Regions from separate parts of the Mus musculus genome. Here region 1 is linked to region 2. The links are chromatin contacts, called in public capture Hi-C maps. All regions are on one chromosome and are shown on one strand. Each heading gives the region's core, a stretch centred on a gene start, on an enhancer-like site or on the middle of the called end of the contact. The rest is flanking DNA. Distances are from core to core; before and after follow the strand shown. Region 1 holds the start of 4930544D05Rik (RIKEN cDNA 4930544D05 gene). Region 2 holds the start of Rabep1 (rabaptin, RAB GTPase binding effector protein 1).

Region 1 (7,068 bases), core at 2,314-4,813, 230 kb before region 2:
CACCGTGGGGGACATGGAGGGCTGCGGCCACTACCGTGTTGGTGAGGATGCCACAGCACAGTAGCCAGGGAGCAGCAAGGTCTGGGCTAACTACTGAGATCCTCAAGCTGACAGTGGAAGTCACTGCGTCTCCCCTTTCCTGCCCTCCAGTGAAATATGAACGGATTAAGTTCCTGGTCATTGCCCTGAAGAACTCCGTGGAGGTTTATGCCTGGGCTCCCAAACCCTACCACAAATTCATGGCCTTCAAGGTAATCCCCGCCTCAGCCACCAGTATGTTCCCAGGTTCCGAACGCTCCTGCACCTGTCTTCCCTGAGCCTTCTCTCCTCCACAGTCCTTTGCTGACCTCCCTCACCGCCCTCTACTGGTGGACCTGACAGTAGAGGAGGGACAGCGGCTCAAGGTCATCTATGGCTCCAGTGCTGGCTTCCATGCTGTGGATGTTGATTCTGGGAACAGCTATGACATCTACATCCCTGTACATGTGAGCTTAGCAGGGCTATGGGGCGAGGGAGACCAACCCATTCTGGTCATCAGACATGAGGACCCCACCCAGTCCACCTTCTTCTCCCTAGATCCAGAGCCAGATCACACCCCACGCCATCATCTTCCTCCCCAACACTGATGGCATGGAGATGCTGCTGTGCTATGAAGATGAGGGTGTCTATGTCAACACTTACGGGCGGATCATCAAGGATGTGGTGCTGCAGTGGGGAGAGATGCCCACCTCTGTGGGTAAGTGAAGAGCCACCCCAAGCTGCTTGTTCCGAGGTGACTAGGACTGAAACCTCCTTACAGCCCTTCCACCATCTTCTCTCTTCAGCCTACATCTGCTCCAACCAGATAATGGGCTGGGGTGAGAAGGCCATAGAGATCCGCTCTGTGGAGACAGGCCACCTAGATGGGGTCTTCATGCACAAACGAGCCCAGAGGCTCAAGTTCCTGTGTGAGCGCAATGACAAGGTGAGGCAGTGTATCTCTGAAAGGAGCCTAGCCCAGGGGATGGGCTGCCTCTCCAGACCTTGCTCTGGGCAGGCATCTGGGGGTTTGGAATGGTTCTGCTGTTCTGAGCTGTCAGAGCCACACCCTCCTTCCCTGTGGGCTCTGTTGCCTTTACCCCAGGGACCTGGTAACACTTTTTTGCCTTTCCTTGGGGATAGAGAGAAACAGGTGTCATTCACTTCCTCTCTCTCCCCCAGTGTCAACCTCGTCTCTCTTCCCAGCATACCCCTCCCCCCCGCCCCCACACCACACACACACACTTAGCCCTTGGTGATGTCTCTTCTACTTTATTCAGGTGTTTTTTGCCTCTGTCCGCTCTGGAGGAAGCAGCCAAGTTTACTTTATGACTCTGAACCGTAACTGCATCATGAACTGGTGACGAGGCCCCTGGGCTGGGGCTCCCCACATGGACCCAGCTCTCTTCCCACAGCCAGACTACCCAGGCCGCCCCTGCCCTCCCACCCCCTTGGGCTTTTGCTTTTACTGGTTTGATTCACTGGAGCCTGCTGGGAACGTGACCTCATATCCCTGAAGCTTTCGTGATCACGTGACCACCCTTTCCCCCAACATTCTCAAAACTGTGCCTTTCCCCAACTTGTGGGGAATGACACAGCTTCCTTCCCCTTACCAGGAATTGAGTGGGACTTGCTCCTCCCCTTTTCTCCACAGAAGAGGAGAGCGCTTGGGGCTTGGACCCCTTACCCCATTGCTGCTGAATGAGCAGGGCCCTGACCCCTTTATTTGCACGCCAGGGGAGCCGGCTCCCCCCTTGAATGTACCAGACTCTGGGGGGGGGGTGTTCACTGGGCCCTGGGTTCTGGAGGCGGGGCGGTCACCAGCCACTCCAGGGGCAGGGACCATTCCTCATTTTCTGAAAGCACTTTAATGATTCCCCCCCAACCCCCAGGGAATGGAGGAGGGACCCCATAGCCAAAACATTCCCCCCTTTCCTCCCCACTCCCACCCCTTCTAGCCTCTCCCCTTCCCTAGAAGGAGAGAGCTCAGAGCTCCCAGCCTTTATCCTCCCTTGCTTGCATCTGTATATAGTGTGAGCAGCAAGTAGCCCTTCTCCCTCCTGTATCCTTTCTCAATGTAGTGGCCTTGGATATATCCCCTTTGTTAATAAAGACAATTCAACCAGCTTCCACCATTTTGAGATCCTACTATTGTTCTCTCTCAATCCTGGAGAGATTTGAGAGTTGAGAATGCAGAGGGTAGAGGAAAGGCATTAGGCTCTGTGAAGTTACTGTGATAATAGAGACGAAGTAAGGTGGATGAATAGGCCAGGGATCAGTCCTGACACGGTAGGACCCTTTGAGAATAGTTTTTACCAGCCCCAGCAGGGCCAGGCCAGACTTCTGGCTTCAGTGTTTCTATATCTGGGTCTTGTAAAAACCTCATTGGCTATCAACTAGATAAACATTCTTTAGGTTAGAAGGAGCCAAGAGCAAAATTGAACCAATTGCCTCCAAGTGCCTGACCAAACCACCCACCCATCTTCTACTTCCCTGAGGAGTTGGACCCACCCACATGACCACACAACCCCTCCTGCAAGTTCACAAACCAGATTTATTGTCAGCGGCCTGTTTTCAAAATCTCTTTCTTGGGGGGTGGGGGAGAGGTGGGTGCCAGTGCAGGCTCATGGTTGGATGCACGGTGGGTAAGGGAGATCAGGAACTTGGTTGAAGTAACCCCCAAGGAAGATGAGAGTAGAACCAACGCTGAAGAGCACCAAAGCTGCCCAAAAACAGACATTGTCCAGGGCCTTCCCCATACGCACCCAGTCGGACAGTTCCTGTGAGAGAGAGCTTAGCGAGGGAGGAGCCTGGAGGGCGGGGCATCTAGCACTGCTCCGCCTCAACCTCCCAACCCACCTCTCCAGTGGCTTCCTGGTCTCTTGTGCTCTCAGCCACAAAGTTCACAGCATCCACACAGCAGCGGATTTCTGGGGCTGCAGCACCCAGGTTCTGGCAGAGGGCTGCTGCTAAGGCAACAGCAAGCGCTAGGTCATTAAAAGAGCGTCCCTAACGGCGAGTGTATGCCTTTGACCCAAGAGCAGTGCTTACCGGTCCAAGTTCCGTGCCGATGCCTCTGACCCTCAAACACGAGTTCGCTCCGCGGCTTTTTCAAGATGAGCTCCTCCGCTCTGAGCAGAATGCCCACAGACGAGGCACGCCTCGCTGGTGAGGCAGTTCGGGGATCCTCTGGGGGTGGGCTCGAGCCCAGGAGACGCGGCAGCAGCTCTAATAAAATCTGCAGCCGGGGCAGAGAGAGGTTCCAAGCCCGCTTCCCACCCCTGGGCAGTACTTTCTCCAACCAGCGCTTACCTGGCGCAGCCGAGGGGATGTAGCATGAGTCGTTGGCGTCCTCAAAGATACGTTGAGCACGATGACGCAATTCATGACAATGAGCGTGGCAACCACCATGACGAATATAAGATACCTGATATACAGAAGCCTGATGTCACAGCACCCCACAAACAAGGCACTAGCTGCCCTCTACCTCACAAATACCACCTCCGCACAGCTGGTGGCGTTACTTCTTGATCCTCCTCAACGATGCCAGTATTGTCCTGGCCCTTCTGCATATACCATCTGTTGCGGACATGAAGGGGATTCCCAGCAATTTGGACACCCTGCTGTGGGTCTACCACTTCCACAGCTCCACCGAGGTGAGGGTATTAGAATGGCAGAATCTGGAGAGGTCCCCAGCTCTTCCTGCTATGGCCCTTTCCATGTGATCATTCCACTCACTACCCTTGCTCCTCCAGGTGGCCTTACAGCCTCCACTTCTATCTTCCCTGGAACTTGCTGTGGCCGCAGCTCACGAATATCTGGTGCAAAGGTTCAGAGAGCTTAAGTCCCAGGACCCCCTGGAATCCGACAAGTCGCCCACCCAGAAGGCCACCCTAGGGCTGGTGCTAAGAGAAGCTGCAGCCAGCATCATGAGCTTTGGAGCCACCTTGTTAGAGGTGCTGCTCTGGGAGGCTGAGGGATGGGAATAAAAGGGGGAGAGGGCTAGGCCAACAAAAGCAAGGACCTCTAGCCCATATGCCCCAATGTAGATCTCGGCCCTGTGGCTGCAGCAGGAGGTGCAGCGACTGGACGGCGGCAACGACTGCCCAGGCCCAGCCCCAGACACTGGGGATCCTGGTAGGGCGCTGGCCCGTGTAGCCCTGGCCGCAGGGCAGGGGATTCGGCAAGCTGGAACGGCAGCTGGCGCAAGTGCCCGGTACCTGATCCAGGGGGCGTGGTTGTACCTGTGTGGACGAGGTTTGCACGGGTCTACCTCATCTCTGCCACAAACCCTATGCCAACTGGGCCTTGGGGTCCCTGGGGATCCGGTGCGTTTGGGATAAAGGGTGCGACATGGGTCAGAGGAGGTATGATTAAGGAGATGCTGAACTATACTGTCCTCTTAACAGAGAGACTCGGGAAACCTCAAGGTGTCGCCCAGCAGCAGTGAGGAGAATGGGGGAACAGATAATCCATCACTGTCCCAGTCCAACCCTGTGTCCAAATAAAAGTCCAGAACGGGACAACACCAGGTCCCTATGCAAGCCTTCTTTGGCTACATTCTCCATGCATGCCCCTATCTCTGTGGGATCCACTTTGAGATTACCTGCCCAGCAGTGGCACGCTCAGAGAAGTCTCTGGAATTTTCTGGGCAATTAGAAACAAGAAGACAGTCTGGGCTAGCAGGACGTTGATAGAGACCGTGCATTTCTGGCCACCAGCTAGAGGGAGCAAGCTGTGAGAGGCAAGCCAGGGAGCAAGCCCAGCCTGGGGTTCAGGAGTCAGGGTCACCCCTTACCCTGCGCAGGCAGGAAGTAAGCGAGCAGCACCAAGCCAGAAATGAGCACGCAAGGCACAATGATGTTAATGACGTAAAAAAGCGGCTTCCGGCGGATGATGAGCGTATAGATGACGTCAGTTTCTCCAGGACCTTCTGTGGAACCTCCCTCATAGCGGCGAATCATGCCTGGGCAGTAGTCTATGGCCCATTCTCCATTCTCTGCAGGACATAGGGCACAGTCAGCCCGCACACCTGCAACTCCAGGCCAAGAGGGCTGCTTGAAACCTGGGCTGTTAGCACGGGGGCAGAATGGTAGAGAGGGGCATTTCTGGTGGGGGTGTGGAAACAACACATCTAGACTGACTTCAAGAAGCTCAGCTTCCGGTTGTGTGGTTCAGGCCAAGCCCTACCCTGAACGTCCCCCCTTGAACCTTATCTGGGAGAAGAATTTTTGGAAAGGGGGTATATCCCTTCACCGGTAAAAGCTGCCGTGTCAATGTCAATCTTGTTGATGGTATTGCCGTCGTCATCCACGGCAAAGATGAACTCCACCTCCTCAGCATTGTAGGTCTGGGAGCTGTGAAACAGGGCCAGTCTTTACCCCAGAAGCTGGCAGCCATCTTAGTTCCACCCTGGAAGCTTCAATCTGGCAGGGTAATATGGCTCTCTTCTTTTGCCCACATTCCCCAGCGCGTTCCCAATCCTGCTTCCTTTTCTGTTCTGTTTTGGGTTGCTGATGGGCTTACCGTGCTATCCAAGGGATTCCTGGACTCAAGTAATTTTTATGCCTCAGACTCCTCCTGGGGAATAGCTGCGACTATGCGCTCAAACTACAAGATGGCAGCAAGAAACCTGTGCCCACGCCTACTGCAAACCTACACCAGCTTCCCACCCCTTCACTCCAGTGCCTCACTCCAACTCCTTCCCAAAGACCTTCCAAAGAAGACCCCACCTATCCCTCCTTAGCAGGCCCTGTCCCCTGCTCTAGGCCCTTCTCAATATCATGATTGAAGTGATTCTTCCTACCGAAAAATGAGAGAGCAGTTCTGCCAGTCAAAGGGGAAATAGGTGACCTCCACTGCGCAGGTGCTGCGGTAGATGGCTGGGGGCAACCAGCTCACATAGCCTCCCTCATAGACTAGAACATTGCTGTCGTAGGCCACTCCAAACTGCCCATCAATACTGTGGAAACCAAGCTTTTCACATGTCTGAACCTCCTTCACCAACCAAATCCCCCAAAGCCAGTTCCCTTTGCAGCCTGCCCTCTTGGGTGATCCTCACTTGTTTTCTAGAACAATCTCTGGCAGCCATACATGTTCTGAAGGGACCCGGAGGATTCCTACACCTGCAAAATCGTCCTTGCTGTAGTTGAGCCGATAGTCGTGCCAGTCCTAAGAGGTGGGGGCGAGAGAGAGTGTGTGCTCTCCGGCTCCCACCTGGCAGAAGAGAAGGGGCTTGGCTGGGGACCCTCCCACTGCTCCCCAGGTCTGACTCACAATGCCAATCCAGACACTGGTGGTCAGAGTTTCTTCTTTCTCGTTCTACAACAGAAAGAAGCCTGCTGAAGCCAGGAGTTAGGGGGTAGAAGTGAGGGTATAGGATTAGAATTGGGGGAAGGTCTTACCAGTGAGATGAGGTTGGTTAGGGTGACCTTGAGGGTGATGGTGACAGTGTCCTCAGGTCTCCTAACTGGCCGGCATTCTGGATCATAATTGTCGAAGAGATGGTGATACAGGCTAAGCTCTTCATTCTTTCCCTGGCTTCTGCCTATGATTCAAGAAGAAAGGGTCATTGTACACGAAGCAGCAGCCCGAAAGGCTTCTCTGCCCCCACCCCCAGGCCATTGCACCCCTCCTGTGTTTATATTTCTAGATTTTTCCTAAACCAACAATACTGCATCTGGGGACCAAGTACTGTCTCAGTCTCCACCCTGGTCTCAGACCTTTTCCCACTCCATGTTGACATACGGATCCACCTGGCTCCCCTGACCCCTGTCCCTACCAAAGAGTGTCAGGAGAAGCAGGGCACCAAGCAGAGCCCCTGCCATCCTGATGTCTGGTTCTCAGGTTATTCTGAGCTTTGACAAGCTTGAGGGAACAGGCCAAGGTGCCTGTGTGAAGGGGAGGAGGGTGTTAGTTCCGGGCTAGGTTTGGGGACTGTCACCTAATCCTCTGCCCCTGCTGTGGGGGTGGGGGAGGCAGCTGCCCCATCCTGTGTCCCTTGCCCCACCTCATCCCAGCATCCTTTGCCTGGGTTTCAGCCAGTTCTGT
Region 2 (6,860 bases), core at 625-3,124:
GCTACATGAGAACCTGTCTTAAAAAAAAAAATTAAATGAATATGAAAATGTATATAATTCTGGTACTCTTTGCTTATTTCAAAATGGCCTTTCCAACTTTTGACATAGGGGCCTCTGAGAGTCCCTACCAGATGTGTGATCATTTCTGAGTGACCTTGGTCTTGAGGACCGGGTTGCAATCCTGATTACCAATGGCAATAAGTACGGTATACAGTCAGTGGAAGGAGTCCCATCTGTGGAGGACATCGCCATCTGCTATCTTTATGGCTCCTGCTTCCTATTCAGTCATTGCAACAGGACAGATGATTACTGAGTGGCCCTACTGGGGCCAAAGGTCTCCCTGCTGAGCGAGGATTTGCTCACTCAGGAAGGTTAGAAACCAGGGGGAGGGTGGAAACAGGCTTCATTTGTTCTGTCAAAGGCATACCAGGAGATGTTAATTGCTTAAAAGTCTAAATATAACCCCCCTTCATCTTAGTGGGACCTCAGGCAAAAGTACAAACAGATGACTACCTATTTAAAATTATAAACCATTCCAAAGAACTGTGAACCTTACTAGAGCCTAGTCTTCTACTTTGACTAAAGTCAAACCATTAATGACTATTATGGTTTGAATGTAGGCATCTGCAGTGACTCTGGAGCAGACTTGAGCTTAGAACTTTTAGAATCAGAATAAATGAAGAAGAAAAAGAAAGAAAGAAAGAAAGAAAGAAAGAAAGAAAAAGAAAAAGTAGGACCTAGTAGTGGTCCAACCCTGAAATCTCAGCTTCTCAGGAGGATGAAGCAGGATTGCAGACTCAAGGCTAACCTGGGCCATTTAGGGAGAGGGTGTTTCAAAATTAAAAAAACAGAACAAGAACTATTGCTATAGCTGAGTAGTGGAGTGCTTGCCTACTATGCTTAAGGTTAAATCCCCAGGACTGCAGGAGGGAGAAAAAAAGACTAGCATAGATCCCTGGCCTTTGGGGGTATGTGCACTTGAATAAGCTGGTGAGAGGAGCGTAAGCCCTGGCTGGGCTCCTGGTCTGTTGCTTGTCTTCCTTCTTTCCTCACCTGTCTTGCACCACGAAGGATCTGTGAACACACAGAGCAGCTCAAATGTGTAAGTGCTGTGCCACCTCCTCCAAATGCAGCTGCCCTCTGGCACGTTGAGAAACGTTTACACCCTGTCTTATAGAAAAATGAGAGACTACAGCTTCAGCTACCCAGGGAGGGAATTCTGGGCTCATAGGAAGGCAGGTGGACTTGGTCCTGAAGTGCCAGACTGTGTAGACCCCTTGCCCTAGGAAGGCAGCAAGGTCTGAATGAGGCTGGAAAGGAAAGTCTGGAGTCTCCGTATGGCTCTCTTGCCCAGGCAGAAGGGTGGCACTTTCTCCTGTCAAGAATGCAAGCACTGCGTCTGGCTGTATCTCCAACAGCTTCTCTGGGCTGATCACGTTAAAGTCAAACATAGTCGCTTAATGGAAAAAGTGCATTGGCTTGCACATCTGGGGACCAGACCAAGTTCTGGCCATAACAATTCTTCCTACTTTATATCCTCATTTAAACTTTTCTTAGCCGCTCTACTTTTCAAGGTTATGAGGTTAAGGGACTTTCTCAAGGACACACAACTAGGCAAAGTAGCGGCTGGGTTCGCGTGCACCCAGGGTCTCCTCACTCAGCTTGATATTTTTGTCTGTGTCCTGGGAGCCAAGAGCTTGCACAGTCTTCGTCTTTGCAGCCGCCAGTCTCCAACACCCATAGCTCTCTCATCAGCCTCCCTCTGGCTCCCAGGCCCCGGACCCCTCCTCCCTGGTCTCCCTCCCTCCTGAGGCCCCGCCCCTCCCTTAGGCCAGCGTCACGTGCCGTCCCATCCCCCCGCGCCTGCGCACTGCTTATTTCCCGCTGTCAGGATGAGGAGGCGGAGGTCGGCGCTCCGGTCCGTCTCTGCCCGAGGCTGTGGCGGCGCCGGCGGCTCCAGCCTTAGCGGTTCCTCCCTGGGCGGCGGTGGCCGCGGCTCGGTCGACGCCTCCTCCGCCAGCTGAGCCCGCGGCATCCCGGGACGCCGCTTCCCCGCCCATCCCCGTTCTCCGAGGCCGCCCACTGGCCATGGCGCAGCCGGGCCCGGCTCCCCAGCCTGACGGTGAGGCGCCCACCATGGCGGGCGCGGCCTGCCCGGCGCAGCGTCGTGGGGGCCCTTGGGGGCAGGAAGGGCACGCGCGCGGGCCCGGGGGTGACCCACGGACTGGAGGCGGGGGCGCGCGGGCGACGCGTGCTGGGGCAGCCGGGCTGGGGAGGGAGAGGGAGGCGCGCGCGGGCGGCCGCGGGGAAGGGCGTGGGGAGGCTGCAGGGAGGGAGCCGGCGGAGAGGAAGGTGCGGTGGGATCAGCACGTGGGTTCCTCGGGTGGGGAGGATGGAAATGGAGAGCATGTGCTATATTCCTTAAAGAAAACGCGAGCCCTCGCCTTGGTAGTGGCCGTGTGCCCTCTCGCCCCACCTCCGCTCCCGCCTCCTCAGGCCACGCTCCAGCGCTCTTTGCACCGGACTTGTAAAAGTAACTGTGATCCTAAGCATTGGGTAGCATTCTTTTGAGTGGTTGTGTTGCTTCATGGTAAGGCCGGGCTCATATCTTAGTCTCTTAGGGCCTCAGTTTCTGACGAACGAAGAGCGCTTGATTCATGTCTCTTTATCGAGAAAGATGGGCAAGTCTTGGGCCAGGCGATAAAGATGGCAACGTTCATCTGTAAAAGGATAGTTTAGTATTATTTCGAGAGTGTTAGGGATGAAAAGGTGCTCGAGTGGGCCGAAATCGAGGAGTCAATCGTCTTCTCCATTCCGTCTCTACCGTTCAAGCGATGGGGTCTCACTTTGTGGACCATGATGACCTGAAACTCCTGAGCTATCCTGCCTCAGTTTCCTGAGTAGCCAAGACTTAGACGTGCAGGACAGACTGTCTTAATAATGCTCATATTGGAAGAAAAAAAGGGCCTTGTTCTAAATAAGCCATGATGGTTATTAGAACCCTTTATGACCTTTAAACCGACTGAGCTCTGCCCCAGAGTTTTGACCACATTGTTTCAGGTGTTGTTGTCGTCAACCGGGAGTTATGTTTGGAAAGAATGTGCTCCGTCCTTGGCAAGATCTTACTGTATCTAGTTGGGAAAGTTCTTTCAGGTGTACTTTTCTAATTGGCTTTTGTGCTTAGCATCTTTACCTGTAAGTAGAATGTTGGGATGTGGTGGTTGGCTCAGGAGGTTCTTGGCCTTTTCCAAGAGTAGTCTCTTGAAATGATCTTTTGTGAAAACCTCTGTTTGTTCTTGCGGTAGGGGAACTGGAAACAATGTTATCAGATTTTGAGACTCTTGCTGCTCTCTGGGAAGTGTTCTCTAAAGATTGTTAGCCTCTAGTTTTGGGTTTTGTTAGTTGCCTAAGGGGTAATGTCCAGCCTAGACTTTAACTTGCTCGATGTTTCTATTCCAATAAAGAGAAGGGAGGTGTTTCTGGTGGGCTGTCAGGAAACAGGGATGTTTTTTGGACCTTCTTTTAACTCTCACCTTTTGTATTTGGTGTCAGGGAGGAAAACTTTACAAACCCTCCTTGTTACTGCAGACAGAGGCAGAATACAGAGAAAGCTCTGACTTCTGGTAGGTATGCTTAACTGGCTGCTGCCTTCCTTTGCTTTCCATGGACAACTCAGGTGACATGAGTCTGGACTCTTAATTTCCTGCCTCTTTCAATATATGAAATGGTCTTCCCTGCAAATAGGCAGAAGTGACTAAGCACTTCGCAGAAGCGAGGAAAACATTAGCTTTGAGGAATCTCATGTTCTTGCTATTCTCAGTGCAGGTTTACTTCCTATTTTTCAAAATTTAAGACTATGGAATGAGATTAAGTAAAATTTTTAAGTATACGTTAATGTAAATGGACAAAGGTATCTATCAGTTCATGAAAGGGGAGAGAATTTGGTATGTTTGAGTTCTTTGTGCCAATGTCTGCTTACAAGTTCATCTTGCGGAATTAATTGTTCTCTTTAGTTGAGTTCATATTGACAACTTTAATTAGAAGCGCACTTGAATTTTTTAGACCTGCTGAGTTAAAAAACAAAATTATTGGAAAATTCCTTTGCACCAGACCAACAGTAAAACATAACTGCTTCGTCCGCTTTCCCGTCATTTCAGAAGCAGTGCCGAATCTTTTTTCTTTTTGACATATTTTCTTTGTTTTTTTCATGAGGATATTAAGGCATATTAAGAGTAGATTTGTTGGGCAGTGGTGGCGCATGCCTTTAATCCCAGCACTTGGGAGGCAGAGGCAGGTGGATTTCTGAGTTCGAGGCCAGCCTGGTCTACAAAGTGAGTTCCAGGACAGCCAGGGCTCTACAGAGAAACCCTGTCTTGAAAAATCAAAAAAAAAAAAAAAAAAAAAGGAGCTTTGTGTATAATTGGCAAGACAAGATGTAACCTTTTTTTCTTATTTCATAATTTTTGAAGGTTTTAGTTTTAATGGAGCACTTTGATGGATGCCAATTAAGTTATTTTCCATTGAGAATTCAAAGACAAGTATAAAAACTCTCAGATTTCAGTTTAAGCTAAACTACATTTTAGAAGCATTTGTCCTGATTTTACTTCATTAAAATTAAAATTTTAAAAATGACATTTATTTGTGTGTGCTTGTGTACATGCCTTGAGCATGTGTGTGGCTGTCAGAGGACAACCTTTGGGAGTTGGTCCTCTCGCTTCATCATGTGGGCGCTGGGAATTGAACTCATTGGGCTTAATAGCACTCATGTTTACATGCTGAGTGATGCCACTGGCCTTTTCTTTTGTTTTTGTATAATCCCACCATAAGAAATTGAATGTGGGGCTGGAGAGATGGTTCAGTGGTTAAGAGCAATGGCTCTTCTTCCAGAGGACATTAGTTCAATTCCCAGCAACCACATGGTGGTTCACAACCTTCTGTAATTAGGTGTGATGCCCTCTCTGTCATGCAGACATACAAGAAGACAGAACATGCAATATACATAAATAAATAATTAAACAAAAGTTTTATGTTCGAAAAAAGGATTTTGAATGTTTTCCCATAAAGAAAATGATAAATATTTGATGGTATAGCTATATTTAACTTCATTTATACATTTCATCATATATGCTAGTTTCAAAACATTGCAGAGCACCCCTATTGATGCTTTTACTTTATTTTTATGTACATGAATGTTTTTGCTTATATGTGTGTGTAGCATGTGCATGTCTGGTCCTCTTGGAAGCCAGAAGAGGGCATCTGCTTCCCCTGGGACTAGAGTTACAGATGGTTGTGGCTGGGAATTGAACGGGAGTGTCCTCTGGAAGAGCAGCCAGTGCTTTTATCAGCTGAGCCATCTCTCCAGCACTTCATTGATGCTTTAATATAGTAGAACAAAAGGTATTTTAAGAAGTAGAAGTGTGGGGCTGGAGAGATGGCTCAGTGGTTAAGAGCACTGACTGCTTTTCCAAAGGTCCTGAGTTCAAATCCCAGCAACCACATGGTGGCTCACAACCATCCGTAATGAGATCTGACACCCTCTTCTGGTGCATCTGGAGACAGCTACAGTGTACTTAGATATAATAATAAATAAATCTTAAAAAAAAAAAAAAAGAAGAAGAAGAAGAAGTGTGGCCGGGCATGGTGGCGCATGAATTTAATCCCAGCACTTGGGTGGTAGAGGCAGGCAGATTTCTGAATTTGAGGCCAGCCTGGTCTACAGAGTGAGTTCCAGGACAGCCAGGGCTATACAGAGAAACCCTGTCTTGAAAAACCAAAAAAAAAAAAAAAAAAAAAAAAAAAAGTAGAAGTGTATTCTCCCCATTTCTCAGAGTTGAGATTTCTGTTCTGCTTTTTATTCATAGTTACCCAGACGTGTTACTTTTAATCCCTGAAATAGATACATATTACATACACAGACCTACAACTTTCTTATCTCACTTAAACTTTATTAATCATTATTATGTATGTGTGTAAATGGTCATATGGCTGTGTGGTATGCCATAACTGTTGCAAGTACTGTCTCAAGAAATCTTCACATTAGTGAGGTGGGTGTTATTGTAACTTAGTGCTCCTAGATGAAGAAACTGAAGCACAGAGAAATTGAACATGTAAGTTAGAGAGTCAGGAGTTAAACACACAACTTCTGATGCCAGGGCCCTCAGGTTTGTTTACCAGATCAGACAGATACTGTCTGTTTTTGTATTATATATATCTCTGCCTCATTCTTACTGTTCCATCAGGTGTGTAGCATGCATGGGATATTTGTTTGTTTTTCATTATTTTAATCATTTTTTTACTATTTGTGTATGCATATTTTGCCTACATATGTCAGTCCCTTTTACCCACAGAGGCCAGAAGGGATTGAATCCCTGGGATTGGAATTACAGATGGTTATGTGTTACCTTGTGAGTGCTAGGGATTGAATCCTGTTCTGTGCAAGAGCAATCAGTGCTCTTAACCGCAAAGCTATCTTTCCAGTTCCTGTTTTTTTTTTTAAAAAGATTTATTTATTTATTTATTATATATAAGTACACTGTAGTTGTCTTCAGATACTCCGGAAGAGGGAGTCAGATCTCATTACGGGTGGTTTTGAGCCACCATGTGGTTGCTGGGATTTGAACTTCGGACCTTCGGAAGAGCAGTCGGGTGCTCTTATCCACTGAGCCATCTCACTAGCCCCCAGTTCCTGTTTTTATTTTTATTATTGAGACAGGGTCCCACTCTAGTCCAGCTGGCCCCCAATTTATGATGACTTCCTGTTTTATCCTCTGGAATATTGGGTTACAGGCATTAGACGCCCTGCCTGGCTGTGCTTCCATTGATGGGACCTCAGACATGCTAAACAAGCATTACACTGAGCT

What was found. Capture Hi-C pulls out chosen DNA fragments and counts their contacts.
Region 1: a contact with region 2 is called in a capture Hi-C map of macrophages, with 2.6 times the contacts expected there. The contact joins the promoter of 4930544D05Rik here to the promoter of Rabep1 in region 2. A contact is called at or near these places in 6 of 39 promoter capture datasets (the C10 cell line, embryonic stem cells, hematopoietic stem and progenitor cells and 2 more), 1 of 484 Hi-C or Micro-C datasets (bone marrow-derived macrophages) and 3 of 9 other capture datasets (adipose tissue, liver and macrophages).

What each region holds. Positions count from the first base shown.
Region 1 is chr11:70,612,331-70,619,398 of GRCm38.p6, forward strand. It overlaps 4930544D05Rik (RIKEN cDNA 4930544D05 gene), which reads left to right and starts at 3,564. Exons shown (of 4, transcript NM_001145537.1): 1 at 3,564-3,674; 2 at 3,774-3,974; 3 at 4,068-4,275; 4 at 4,428-4,560. The coding sequence starts at 3,609. The coding sequence ends at 4,468. It overlaps Chrne (cholinergic receptor, nicotinic, epsilon polypeptide), which reads right to left and starts at 6,864. Exons shown (of 12, transcript NM_009603.1): 1 at 6,800-6,864; 2 at 6,423-6,565; 3 at 6,295-6,339; 4 at 6,080-6,189; 5 at 5,825-5,980; 6 at 5,275-5,375; 7 at 4,817-5,017; 8 at 4,625-4,739; 9 at 3,331-3,445; 10 at 3,070-3,256; 11 at 2,878-2,984; 12 at 2,553-2,798. The coding sequence starts at 6,845. The coding sequence ends at 2,643. Mink1 (misshapen-like kinase 1 (zebrafish)) reads left to right here. Exons shown (of 33, transcript NM_001045964.1): 28 at 1-41; 29 at 151-251; 30 at 336-485; 31 at 577-736; 32 at 825-964; 33 at 1,299-2,152. The coding sequence ends at 1,382.
Region 2 is chr11:70,842,887-70,849,746 of GRCm38.p6, forward strand. It overlaps Rabep1 (rabaptin, RAB GTPase binding effector protein 1), which reads left to right and starts at 1,875. Exons shown (of 18, transcript NM_019400.3): 1 at 1,875-2,122. The coding sequence starts at 2,089.